Regions from separate parts of the Astyanax mexicanus genome. Here region 1 is linked to region 2. A link is a contact called in public Hi-C data. All regions are on one chromosome and are shown on one strand. Each heading gives the region's core, a stretch centred on a gene start, on an enhancer-like site or on the middle of the called end of the contact. The rest is flanking DNA. Distances are from core to core; before and after follow the strand shown.

The links. A called contact is a pair of places that touch in the nucleus more often than the background predicts.
Region 1: a Hi-C map of muscle shows a contact between it and region 2, with 9 times the contacts expected there. The contact joins the enhancer-like site here to the promoter of midn in region 2. A contact is called at or near these places in 2 of 3 Hi-C or Micro-C datasets (both in muscle).

What each region holds. Positions count from the first base shown.
Region 1 is chr16:13,728,038-13,734,159 of AstMex3_surface, forward strand. No RefSeq gene overlaps it. Among protein-coding and RNA genes, the nearest start is that of cirbpb, 21 kb to the right of the region's middle. Within about 2 kb of position 4,689, the one cell type or tissue checked has an H3K27ac peak away from gene starts, as active enhancers do.
Region 2 is chr16:13,570,706-13,577,388 of AstMex3_surface, forward strand. It overlaps midn (midnolin), which reads left to right and starts at 3,929. Exons shown (of 8, transcript XM_007252620.4): 1 at 3,929-4,163; 2 at 6,398-6,626. The coding sequence starts at 4,091.

The sequences.
Region 1 (6,122 bases), core at 3,439-5,938, 160 kb after region 2:
AGTTTTAGCTCATTTTAACTCTTATTTTTTTTTGTTGTATTAATCTTGTTTTTTTATCTAAATTGTTTATCAATTTAAATGATTTTTTTTATTTTGTTCTATAATTCTATTTTATTGTTTATCTATTTTTATGTTTTATTTACTGTTTTTTTTAATAATTAAATTAAGTGGTGCGTTAATTTCTTTTCTTTTCTTTTATTTTAATTCTATTTTTATTGTTTGTCTATTTATATGTTTTATTTACTGTTATTTTTAAAATAATTAAATTTAGTGGTGCGTTAAATTACTTTTTTATTTTATTCTAATTCTATTTTTACTGTTTGTCTATTTTTATATTTTATTTACTGTTATTTTAAAATAAATAAATTTAGTGGTGCGTTAAATTACTTTTTTATTTTATTCTAATTCTATTTTTACTGTTTGTCTATTTTTATATTTTATTTACTGTTATTTTAAAATAAATAAATTTAGTGGTGCGTTAAATTACTTTTTTATTTTATTCTAATTCTATTTTTACTGTTTGTCTATTTTTATATTTTATTTACTGTTATTTTAAAATAAATAAATTTTGTGGTGCGTTAAATTACTTTTTTATTTTATTCCAATTCTATTTTTGAGTTTTATTTATTGTTATTTTTAAAATAATTAAATTTAGTGGTGCGTTAAATTACTTTTTTTATTTTATTCTAATTCTATTTTTATTGTTTGTCTATTTTTATATTTTATTTACTGTTATGTTTAAAATAATTAAATTTATCTATCAATTTCTTTGTCATGTCAATCCTCAATGTCAATCTCAAAATAAAGGTTGATTGATTGATTGACTGATTGATTCATAATAGTTACTCAACATGATGGATTAAGATTGACATTTTTATAATATGACCACAGTTTCAGTAATTAAATCAGCTGCTAAAAAGACTGCATTAGTTAAAGAGGGGAGAATGATGATGAGGACATCAAGGCAGCTTCACATACTGACTCATAAATCCAGGCTAATGACACACATCCTAAAGCACATACAGGTGTTAAGACTGCTTGCATTCACCAAACAGCATGAATCAAGAGGTGCACCTTTTTCCACGTGTTTGCGTGAGTCGTCCGGTTGGCTGAGTAACTTTCCAGTCATATTTTCCGGCAGCGCGTCCTCCGGCTTATCTGCAGCAGCTAGTCTACTACCGGGAACGTTTAGGCCTGAAGCCTGAATGACTAGGCGGCTTTTCAGGAAGGTTGGTTGATGCGGTCGTCAGAAATGCAGACTTCTGTCACCTGTCTGACGGGAATGAGTAGCCTATCACTTACCTGTGTCAACACGTGCGTCACCGGCAACGAGGAAACGCCAGCGACTCTCAGAGGCAGAGACGAGAGATCAGAGAAACAACACACCATCTGTCGAGCCCGGTCGAGTTTTACACCGCAAGCAAATACTGTACGTACTTTCGTTTGACCTCTTGACCCAGAGAGTGGCAGAAACAAAGCCTGACCTCATGCTTGGAGTTCATCTGATGCCTAGATAAGAATTCTCCTCGCTGGCTAATGCTGTACAAAAGATTTTAAGTAACCACAGATAACAGAGTGCGCGGATGGTCCTTTCCAATTCGCCCTTTTAAAGTTTACTCACTTTTACTTTTAAGTTTTATTCGCTTTTCATATATATATATATATATTGGGGTCTTTTCTCCATTTGCGCATGGGCGTCCCACTGTACATTAAGTTACTGCAGCCGAAAACAGCCTTTTTATCATTTTGCATCATCTTCAGTTCATCTGGTTCAACTTCTTGGGTTTTTTCCTGTTATTTACGTATCTACGTCACATAAGATGTGTGTGACAGGCTCTGAAAATTATGAGCATTGCCAAATAAAAGTCTTTTTTAAGCTATATTGTATATTAGGAACTCATCTTAGGCTGTATTTATGTATTCATGTGATAATTTCATATTAGCTGGTGCTTAGCCTGAAAAGTTACAATATTAAATAAGAAAATGTATTAAGATGGTATGAAAAATGCAAATAAAACGTTACATTTTATTTTCTATTTCAGTACAGACAATATAAGTTCCCAATGTTTCATGTTTCATGTTTTGTCATGTCAACATAATTTCTTTTATTAATATAAATCAATTTCTTCATTTCACCCCTGCAATAAATGTAGAATAAAACACAGGAGAAATGTAGGACTACTGATAAATAAAAAAAGAAATCTTACAGTATATATATATATATATATATATATATATATATATATATATATATATATATATATATATATATATATATGTATATATATGTGTGTGTGTGTGTTTTTCTGTAAAAGCCCACTCCACCCTGTTCTGTAAGATACCTTCGTCAGGAGAGGCTCTGCTCTGCTCCAGAGACACCTGCATGAGTGAGTCTGTGAGTTTGAGTGATGAACGTAATGTGTGTGTGTGTGTGTCTGTGTTTGTGGAGGGGTCATTAAGTCCTCTGTCAGTATCACGCGCCACAACTTGTGAACGCTGAGTTCAGAAGACACCCACGCTGAGCTAAACCCTCATATCCTGTGTGTGTGGGCGTGTGAGCGTGCGAGTGTGTGTGTGTGTGTGTTCAAGGTACTTCCTGTTAAAGCTCACCTGGCTCAAACTCATACACACATACTGTATTTATTCCTTGAGAGCAGAACAGCTGGGTGAAAGGAGTTATGGATCATGGTGATGACCGTTGATGACCCATTGATGTTGAGATATATCTATGAATATTTGTTATATGATGTTTGTAGCCTTTTATAACAACTGACATAGACCATACCTAGCCTACGTTAGCTAGTTACAACATTTACACAACCTAGGTTATACTGTAAACCTATGTAGCTGTAACAGATTTTCCAACCGTTGACATAGTCTAGGTTAAAAACTTATTTGTTAAGTTTAGCTTTTGGTATTTAATGTTTTCCTTAGATAAAGGCTGCTTTTCCAAGGGTTCTTGGACATAGGGAATTGTGGGTATTGTGGTAAAGTGAGATTCTGGTGCTGTTGTCCTCTACAACCCACTGTACCACTCAGTGATCACTCAGGTTTGCTGACTGTGGAGTGGGTGGATGCCAGTGTTTTTGGGTGCCTCAGTGTCTATATTACCTTCTGGCTCTCTCCTTTTAGTTAGGCTGTAATATTTAGATCTGCTGGAGGCAATTGCACATTACTGGCTGTTCTCCATGAATACAGTCAAAACGAATTCCTTAAATCTTTTACAAACCTTTTTTGTGTTATTGAATGCCCACCTGATGGGCTCGTCTGATAGTAATAGAAGTCTGTGGATGCCAGGCTTCCCCATCACTCAACAAAGATCAGCTACATCACAGTCCATCGCCTAGTTTATACCAACGGCCTCAGACTAGTTGCTCACTATCCACTTCTGATTACATCAAAGTTTGCATGAACTGTAACTAGGAATTTTCTTACTAATTCCATTACAGGGGTCGGACAATGAAACTGAAACACCTGGTTTAAGACCACAATAATTTATTGTCCCAACAGACAGTTCTGGTGGAAACAGGAGAGTTGAGGCACGCATTGAATTCTGCCGTGATTTGGGCAGCCGTGGTTTTATGTTTTTTGGATACAATCCAGGATAGCACCCAAAAACATCCCTTTCAGACAGCTTCCTCTTATAGTATCCACAGTTAATCCTGTTGGATGTGGTTCGTCCTTTTTGATGGTATGCTGACATTACCTTGGATACTGTGGCTCTTGATACATCACAAGACTTGCTGTCTTGGTCACAGATGCGCCAGCAAGATGTGCACCAACAATTTGTCCTCTTTTGAACTCTGGTATGTCGCCCGTAATGTTGTGTGCATTGCAATATTTTGAGCAAAACTGTGCTCTTACCCTGCTAATTGAACCTTCACACTCTGCTCTTACTGGTGCAATGTGCAATTAATTTCAATTTTGCTCCAATTTAGCCATGAAACCTCCCACACTAAAATTACAGGTGTTTCAGTTTCATTGTCCAACCCCTGTATAGTGACTTTTTAACATTCATTCATAATCATTATCTGACCAGAGGAGGATGGGTCCCCCTTATATGTTAGCTTTGATAGTATATTTCGTCTAAGGTTTCTTCCTTGCGTCTGTTGCTGACTGGAGGTTCTATGTTCTATGTTCAATTCTCTGTCCTGCTATCATATTTCTGTAAAGCAGCTTTGCAACAATATCAGTTGCAAACTGTATGCATGTTTATGTCAAACCGGACACGTGTTTGCATCTGTTTGCCTTTCTTTTTACTTTGGCCATTTTTTGTCTGTGATCTGCTGGACCTCCCATTCACTTTAGCACCCATCGCTCATCTCCCACTCCTTTTCTGAAAGCCTGGCTATTGTGCTTGTTCTCTGCTCCACATGCCGGTGAGCCCCCCCTGCAAGAGCCTCAGACAAGACCCCCAGTATGTGTTCCGAAAGCATGAGGCGCAACCTGCAGGTGTGTTCCCCTTTGTCCCCTCTTGACAAAACACAACCTTCAGACATGCTGAGTATTTTCTGTGGGCTGTTCCCGTCCCCAAAACGTCGACGTCCCCCTCCGGCTCCATTCCCATCCTCCTCTCTAGCGCCATATTTTCACACTAGTCTCTTTTTCTCTTTCCCCCCTTACTCTCCCTCTCAGTCACTGCCCTCTGCCCCATTTCACGCTCTCAATGCTCTCACCCCAGACCACATTCTTCTGCGAGTGGGCGGGCGGGAGTTCCAATGGGTATGTGGGGGCCTTAGGGAGCCGGGACAGGCTGTGTTCAGCGGAGGAAGGGAGGGACAGAGCCTTTTCTCCTCCTCTCCTCCTCTATTCCTCTCCCCCCTGTCTCTCCTGGACTGAGAGGGGCATGGATGGGGGGAGTCGGTGCAGAGCGAAGGCCTCGGGATGGCAGAAGAGAGGAGAAATTGCTCCAGACAGCTGTTCTAAAGCAGGGTCAGTTAAAAAAAAACACACTCATATCCAGCACAAGAGCACACTCCCCCACATATACAGTATACACACACACATATATTGCAGCCAGTGTGGGAGCTGATCAGTGGGGGCCCCCTGCTGGAGCCCTTATACCACTGCAGGTTCTACAGAAAACGTTTTACACACTGCGGCCTGGAGTGGCTCTTTAAGGCTGGAGCCATGAAGCAAACATGCAAATCATTACAACGTTAGCCAGTTATAATATCTAATATTAACCTACAAAGGCAAGGATGTCCATGGCTGTGCCTGTTGTTATAGTTACAACTGGCATAAAGCTGTATAAACATTTATGTCAGTTTCCGTACAATATGTATTCTTATAACTGGCCTACGTAAGCTGGTTTCAACAACAGGCATAGACCTGTATAGTCATTTATGTCAGTTGCCCTGCAATATGTATTTTTAAACTTAGCCTACGTAAGCCAGTTACAACAACTGACATATACCTGTATAGTCATTTATGTCAGTTGCCCTGCAAAATGTATTGTTATAACTGGCCTATGTAAGCCGGTTACAACAACTGACATATACCTGTATAGTCATATATGTCAGTTGCCCTGCAAAATGTATTGTTATAACTGGCCTACAGAAGCCGGTTACAACAACTGACATTTACCTGTATAGTCATTTATGTCAGTTGCCATACAATATGTATTCTTAAACCTAGCCTACGTAAGATAGTTACAACAACTGACATTTACCTGTATAGCCATTTATGTCAGTTGCCGTACAATATGCATTCTTATAACTGGCCTACATAAGCTACTAACAACAACTGACATAAACTTGCGAAAGCATTTATGTCAGTTGCCTTATCTATTGTTATAATAGATAGCTTACATGTCGTCTACTGAATAAACCTGACTTATTGTTGCAACTGGCCTACACAAGCTAGTTACAACAACTGACATAAACTTGTCAATCGTCATACCCAGCTGGCCTGCATAAGCTAGTTAATACATATTGCTTAATTGACCTACAACATACCTTGTTGCAACACCTGGCATAAACCTGTACACAAATTTATGTCAGTTGCCGTACCATACGTATTGTTATAACTGGCCTTCACTTAATGTCAGCTGCTCTACCTACTGACCAGCATACACTTGTCAAGATAACTGACACAAACCTGATTTATTGGTATAACAGCTC
Region 2 (6,683 bases), core at 2,679-5,178:
GCGGTGGATAACGACTGCATCTGGAGAACAAACGCTGGAGAGCAGGCAGCGTTTGACACTGAGAGATCCCTTTGTCTCAACGCATTTCCTGCTGCTGCCAAATGGAGTCTTAATAACATTAGAGGCTGCTTTGAATCAAGGGTATTGTCCATTGTCCTCTTTGTCCACTAAACACAGCAAAGCCGTCTGTACGCAGTGTATTTGGACGTCTTGGCAGATGGGGCATCCTTTGTTTGAGGCTTATAGACAGAGATGTTTTTGTTAACTCCACTAATGTTAGCATTAGCGCTACTGCAGGTTACAGAGGCCTACAGGCTTCCCAGCCTTTCCAGCTATCCCGGCCTTCCCAGACTTCCAAAGAACAAACACAATTCCATGTTTCCATCTCTCTGAATGACAGATCACTTCCTCTGTTTGTCTCATCATTTCCTATTTATTTAACACAGAAATCGCGGGCATTATCTCCTGATCTGATACGGGTGTGACTCCCACAGGCCGGAGGTGTCTTGTGCGTACATGCCGCATTCCCACCGTGTTCCTCAACCCCTGCCTTTACTTCCTTTTTATGTGAATGTAAACCCCCGACGCAGGTGTGCTTAAACCCGCTCCTTTATGATTCAAGGAGTAGAAACGAAGGTGGTGGGCTGACGGACGAGGGCTGCCAGCATTCTGTGACCTGAAGCGGGTCGTGAGAATTACTCTGACGGATAGGAATGCAATTCACCCACGTCTGGATCAACGCCCTGTGTGTTTCAGAGGCCACACAGCAAATTATAAATGTTTGAAATATGAGGTTTGCAGTTTCCTCAACATGCACACAGCTGACAGTTCAGTTTTTACATTACTGGATCTTATTCAACAGTATCTTCCAATGAATTTTCAAAAAATTGTTCTTTAGAAAAGTCATTTTCTTCTTAAGAACAGTTAATGAAATAAGCCCATTCTGTATAAGTTTATAAACTCATTTTATTACCGTAGGGGGGGCTGTATCGCAGAATGTATCAAAATTGTGGTGATTAACCCCTGACTCTGTGTGTGCCATGTTGTATCATTCTCAATGCCCCAAAAGTTATTTATCCTAAAGTTATTCATTTTTATTTTTTTATCTATATCATAATAAGAGCAGTATTCTGTCTTGAAAGCAGTCTATTTTTTACTTTTGCACTTTAATTATATTTTTCTGTATTAATTTTTATACATGTTGTTTGGCAGATATTTTGCTACAATGCATTGTTATGTGTCACATTATTATTTTTTTTGCTTCTGCTGAATGTTTGAAACTGTTTCATATCGCCAATGCTATTGTTATCACACAATACACTGAAACGTGATATTATTTCAAAACCATATTGACCACCACTACTCCTACTGCAGTACTGCACTGGTTTCAAGAACAGGTTTGTTTATACACCGCTTTTAACAATAGGCATTGTCATAAAGCTGATTCACAGAGATCCACGTCTGAGCCCCAAGTGAGAAAGCACAAGAGGAGCCTATTAAGAGGAAACAAGACTTAAAAGGGGAATCCATCCAGCTCTTGTTAAAACCAGATAGCAAATCTGGATCCCAACTGTTTAGTAAACACTTATGCTATAAGGTATAGAGTATATTGACGCTGTCCAATAAAAAACATGCGGAGCTCCAAACAGCAACTTTTTGACTTCCATTAAACGTTTAATGGAAGTCAATGTAAAAAGAGTTTTTAGGTCATTTTGGAGAATTGGTCCATTCATCAAGAAGTTTGTGTGTTCAAACTATATACTTGTTTTAATGCATAGTGAAAAATAAATGGTGATTCAACATTTAACTTTTTCTATCTGGGTAGCCTGTTTTGTCCTTTGGTTTACTACTTTTTATTTTAAAATAAATAAATCATACCATAAACTACTATTCTACACTAACCTGTGTATTTGAAATAAGACCGATGTAACATTCATGCATGAATGTGCTTCAATATCTGCAGAAATTGCTCTAGTTTGAAATTATGATTATATCTAACACCTGCTAAAAGACTGATTACACTGAATTATATAATTGATTGATTAGTAATTAATGTTAAATTTTCAAGTACATACTTCAAGTAATGTTATATTATTGCAAATAATATTTGCACAAAACGTCTTAGAAACCTCCCCACGTTACCCTAAACATTAGTAAACACTATGAGCTGTGGTTTTGTCTGAACTCGTTTTTAGTGAAAACGATATAAATTTCTACTGACGTTGTAACAGTTGAGCTCCGCGTCGTTTGCGCTGTGACGTCACCGGGGTACGTAAAAGTAAGTAACCAGGCTCGTGTTTACCGTCCTGTTCTTTGCGTATCCTGGCAACGTGTTTTGCTGCGCTGGTTGCTTAGCGTCTCCCCCCTCCCATCCCGGCCCTCACAGATGTGTCGTCATAGCTGGCCACGCCTCCAACCTCCCAAAGGCGTCCCTTCTTTTACAAGGCGACGTGTTTAAGGTGGAATTGGCAAAAAGCACAACATTAAGAGAAGCTAACGTGAATGTGTAGTTATAACATTATAAATATTTAATGTATTTTTCTGTATGTTTGTATATGTGGTGTATAGAAATATAGACACCAGTGTGCAAAAATATAGACACCCAGGGACAGTATATATATATATATATATATATATATATTTATTTACAGCCCACTTTTAAACTGACACTGTTCCCATCTAGGCAAACAGCATATGTGCATTTGCAGTGTACAACCCAGACGGGGCCAGGCTATCACTGAGCCTGATGGGGTCAATCCGGGACATCCATTTGTGGGACCAACATGAGAAATCGATCCGTTACATATGCATATTTATATGTATATAAAGTGCCAGTCAAGATAGAATATTCTTATTAATATTTGTTCAGTTTGTATTATTTACTACATTGTAGAATAATATTGAAGATTTAAAAACGACAAAAGAACACATAGACAATTGGTCAAGTAAAGTAGTTTTATTGCCAATGCTGCATATGTACAGGACATACAGAGAATTGAAATTAAGTTACTCTCCTTCCCAATTTTACAGCAAGTACAGATAATAGATATAATAAAAGAAAGAATGGGAGACACTATGTGTACAATACAGCAGGGACACAAATAGACATACATGAGACAGAAACAAGGTGCAGTAGTGTGGGGGAGAAATAGATATATAAATATAAGCAAAAAGAAATAAGATATATAATCTAAAAGAGTGGGAGACACTATATGTACAATACAACAAGACACAATAAACATACGTAAGACGGAAGACAATAGTGCAATATTGATGGTGATTGAGATGGAATGACAGTATAAATGGAACCCATATAACAGTAGTGGAAGTAGAAAAAAGTGGGTAGTAGAAAAAACTTGCCTTCACAAACACCTGACATAGTCAAGGAAAAGCAGTTAACAGCTGCTCAGCACCTCTAGGAACACCTTTAGGACAGTTGGAGAACCATTCCAGGTTCTACTATAAAAAGCAGAGAAGAGAATAATGCCAAGAGTTGGCATCAATGCAACAGGTGTTTTTTTGAAGACATATGGCTTGTTAAACCATTTTTTGTTCACTTCATAATTGCATATGCATTTTTCACAATTTTGATGTTGTCAATATTAATCTTCCATTTAGAAAACCAAAAATAAAAAAAAAACATTAAATGAGAAGTTGTGTGTCTAAACGTTTGAATATTACTGTATATAAATGTGTATGAGTGTGTGTGTATGAGTCTCTGTGTGTTTGTGTGACCTGATTTGATTTAATAACTCAAAGCCTTAAGTCATTGTAAATACAGGCTAATACAGTCATTGTGTATCGTCTATTTGAACTCTCCACCTTAACACTCAGTCACACCGCAGCAGCTAACGCCGACACTCCACCCACTCCCCACCCACCCGGCCGGAGCTGCATTACCTCCAGCTTCAGCGTTAAGCTCGGCTAAATCACTGAGAGTCGAACCGGCTCTCAGAACGGCTGGTAAAAAGGAGTCGACCCAGCTCCCTCAGCAGCAGTCTGGCTCTGGTTCTGAGAGGCTGTGGACTATAACGTGGATCGCTGCTTTGGATCATTGCTGGTTGTTCTAGAGCAGATTTCTACTCAGTACATGCCAAAACTGGGGAATTTTGAGGATTGTGGAACTTTATCGCGGAACTTTGAGATTTTCGCCACTATTATTGGTATGTATCATGACGTTAACGTTACTTGATTTAGATACCGGGATATACATTTCAACTAGTTACTAGCTAAGTTATACTATTATATGAGCCTAGAATTTAGAACTGTTTTCTTTTTTGCTGAAGTCAATATCAAATTGATGTCCAAAATGTAAAAATCCAGCGTAACCAGAACTAGAATATTTAAGTTAACCTACTTTATCGACCTGAAATTGCCACAGACGTGATTAGACCTTATTAAAAATGCCATAACGTTAAATATCATAGCTAAGCTACATTTCATAGCTAACTAACTAAATACATTGAAGGTAATTTAAATAGCTAACGCTAGCTAAAACAGGTTAGGTTATCTGCTAGCTATGTTATCTAGATTAACTAGTTAACGTTAGCTATTAAGCTAGCCAACCGTGCTAACGCTTCTTTATTTGAGCCAGTTAACTAACCGGTACGCTAGTGAGCTAATTTGAACTGTTTATCCTTATTAACTAAAGCTAGCTAGCACAGTTAGCTAACTACTGCTGTGGTATTGTGTTGTGGTTTCCTTCCCATGTGTAACGTTATTGTTATAAATGAGCTAGTGTTAGCTAACTACGTTAAATTAACTGTTAAATAGTAATTTGACCCTTTTCTATGTAACGTTAACGTTATATAATTTACCACCGTTGCTAACTAACTAGCTGTTAACCAGCTAAATGTTAATCTCGACAGTTTGTAGTTATATCTAGCTTATCTGGCTTTCTGTTCAGGCACTGTCATATGCTATACTAGCTTGTGTTTTTGGCTAAGGATAGCCCATGCAACCTAAGTTACTTATGAACACCTGATCACTCTTTATTTAGAGATGACGACGAAATTGGTCTTTAAACGTTGTTTATAATGTTTTCTGCTTGACAGAACGTCAGAAAACGATGCACTGGCTATATAAACTGGGTTTATGACAGCTTTAGTAACAGCACATGCCTGTGTTCACCACTAGTGGGCGGTGTAGTATCTGTTTTAACCCCTACGAAAAAAAAGCAGCCATGCAATATAATTTACTGTTTTGCTTCCATTAATCAATTGATCAATCCATCGATACATCAGTCCGTTTTCTCAGTACATTAAAGGTGACCCTTATTGTGGCTTAGTGTAGCTGAGCATTTGCAATGAACAGGGGTTGAAAAAATATATAAATATTTATTGCATGTATGGCTGCTGTGTAAATGCTGCATGGGTTCTGTATGTAATTCTGTATGAATAATGTATAAGCCCCCTTAATGGATGTCTATATGAATTTTGTCTTGTATAGAAGCTCTATGGATGCTGTTAAATACTACGTGGAATTCTGTACGCACTCCTGTATAGGTGCTTCATGGATTTCTGATATGCTAGCTATATGTTAGTGGTCGCAGCAGTGCACAACCCGTTGATGAGGCCCTTTTGTTATGGTAGCAGTTCTGCATTATGAATGGTCTTAGGACAGTAGAGGGCGGGTCAGTGCCTGTGTCGAAGCCGCTCACGCCCCTCCCACTCTGACGCGATTCGTCCTCCATGAGGGTAAAAGACTCGCTTCAAATCGGAGGGGGAAGGTGGTGTGGGCGGGGCATATCCTCCACGTGGGTGTCCACGTCTCTTTCCGATTGGCCTAAAGTACCGACGTCTTCGACTGGTTCTGACCTGATTGGTCGGCGGGGCAGGAGGGTGTGGGTGGAGTCGTAACGCGCTGGCGGTGTGTTGTAAAGTGGGGGCGGGTTAAAGAAGCTCATTCTGATGCTGTAGGATCGGAGAGCTGCGCGCTGGCTGGAGGAGCACGGGGTCTGGCCGGGTGTGAAGCTTGCGCTCTTCTTGCTCTCTGTCTGGCGAATCGAAAGCGAGCAGCGTTGTAAAGGACAGTCCGGTGCGCGCGATGTGCGGTTTGTTTGTCTGCGCCGGGTGCGCGCGTTCATCGTGTTTATAGGCATAATACAAATACGAGCTTTGTTTGATCGACGTGGATCGTCTGTTTTTGGACGCTCGGAAAGGGAACAGGGATTGATTTGCGTGCTCCTGGTGATTCCTGGGAATGCTGCCCTAGCTATCTAACTCGCTCTTGGCTTTCTGGTCCCACTGGAGCGGCGGAACGGAGCATTAACGCACGGTGTTATCAGAAAAGCACCGTCCCTGGTAGCTACCCAGCATATACAAACGGACTTGCTTTCTCTCCCTCTTTCTTATCCTCTCTCTTTCTCTCGCCTCGCCTCCCCCCGTTACACGCGCAGGCTACCGAATGGAGCAGCAGCCAAGCGCACGGAGCTGCCCGAGCCGCGGAGCCCCGTCCTGCGAGGCCGTCCCGGGAGAGCCTCCCATCAGCCTGCAAATCCAGTCCACCACGGGAACGCGCTTCGAGCTCTCCCTGCCGGCCGAGGAGACTGTGGAGGGGCTGAAAAGAAGACTGTCCCAGAGACTGAAGGTCCCCAAAGAGAGACTAGCTCTGCTGCACAAAGAGACGTGAGTATATACGTTCAGCTACGTAGTTGTGCATGTCTTCTCTCTCTCTTCTTTTTT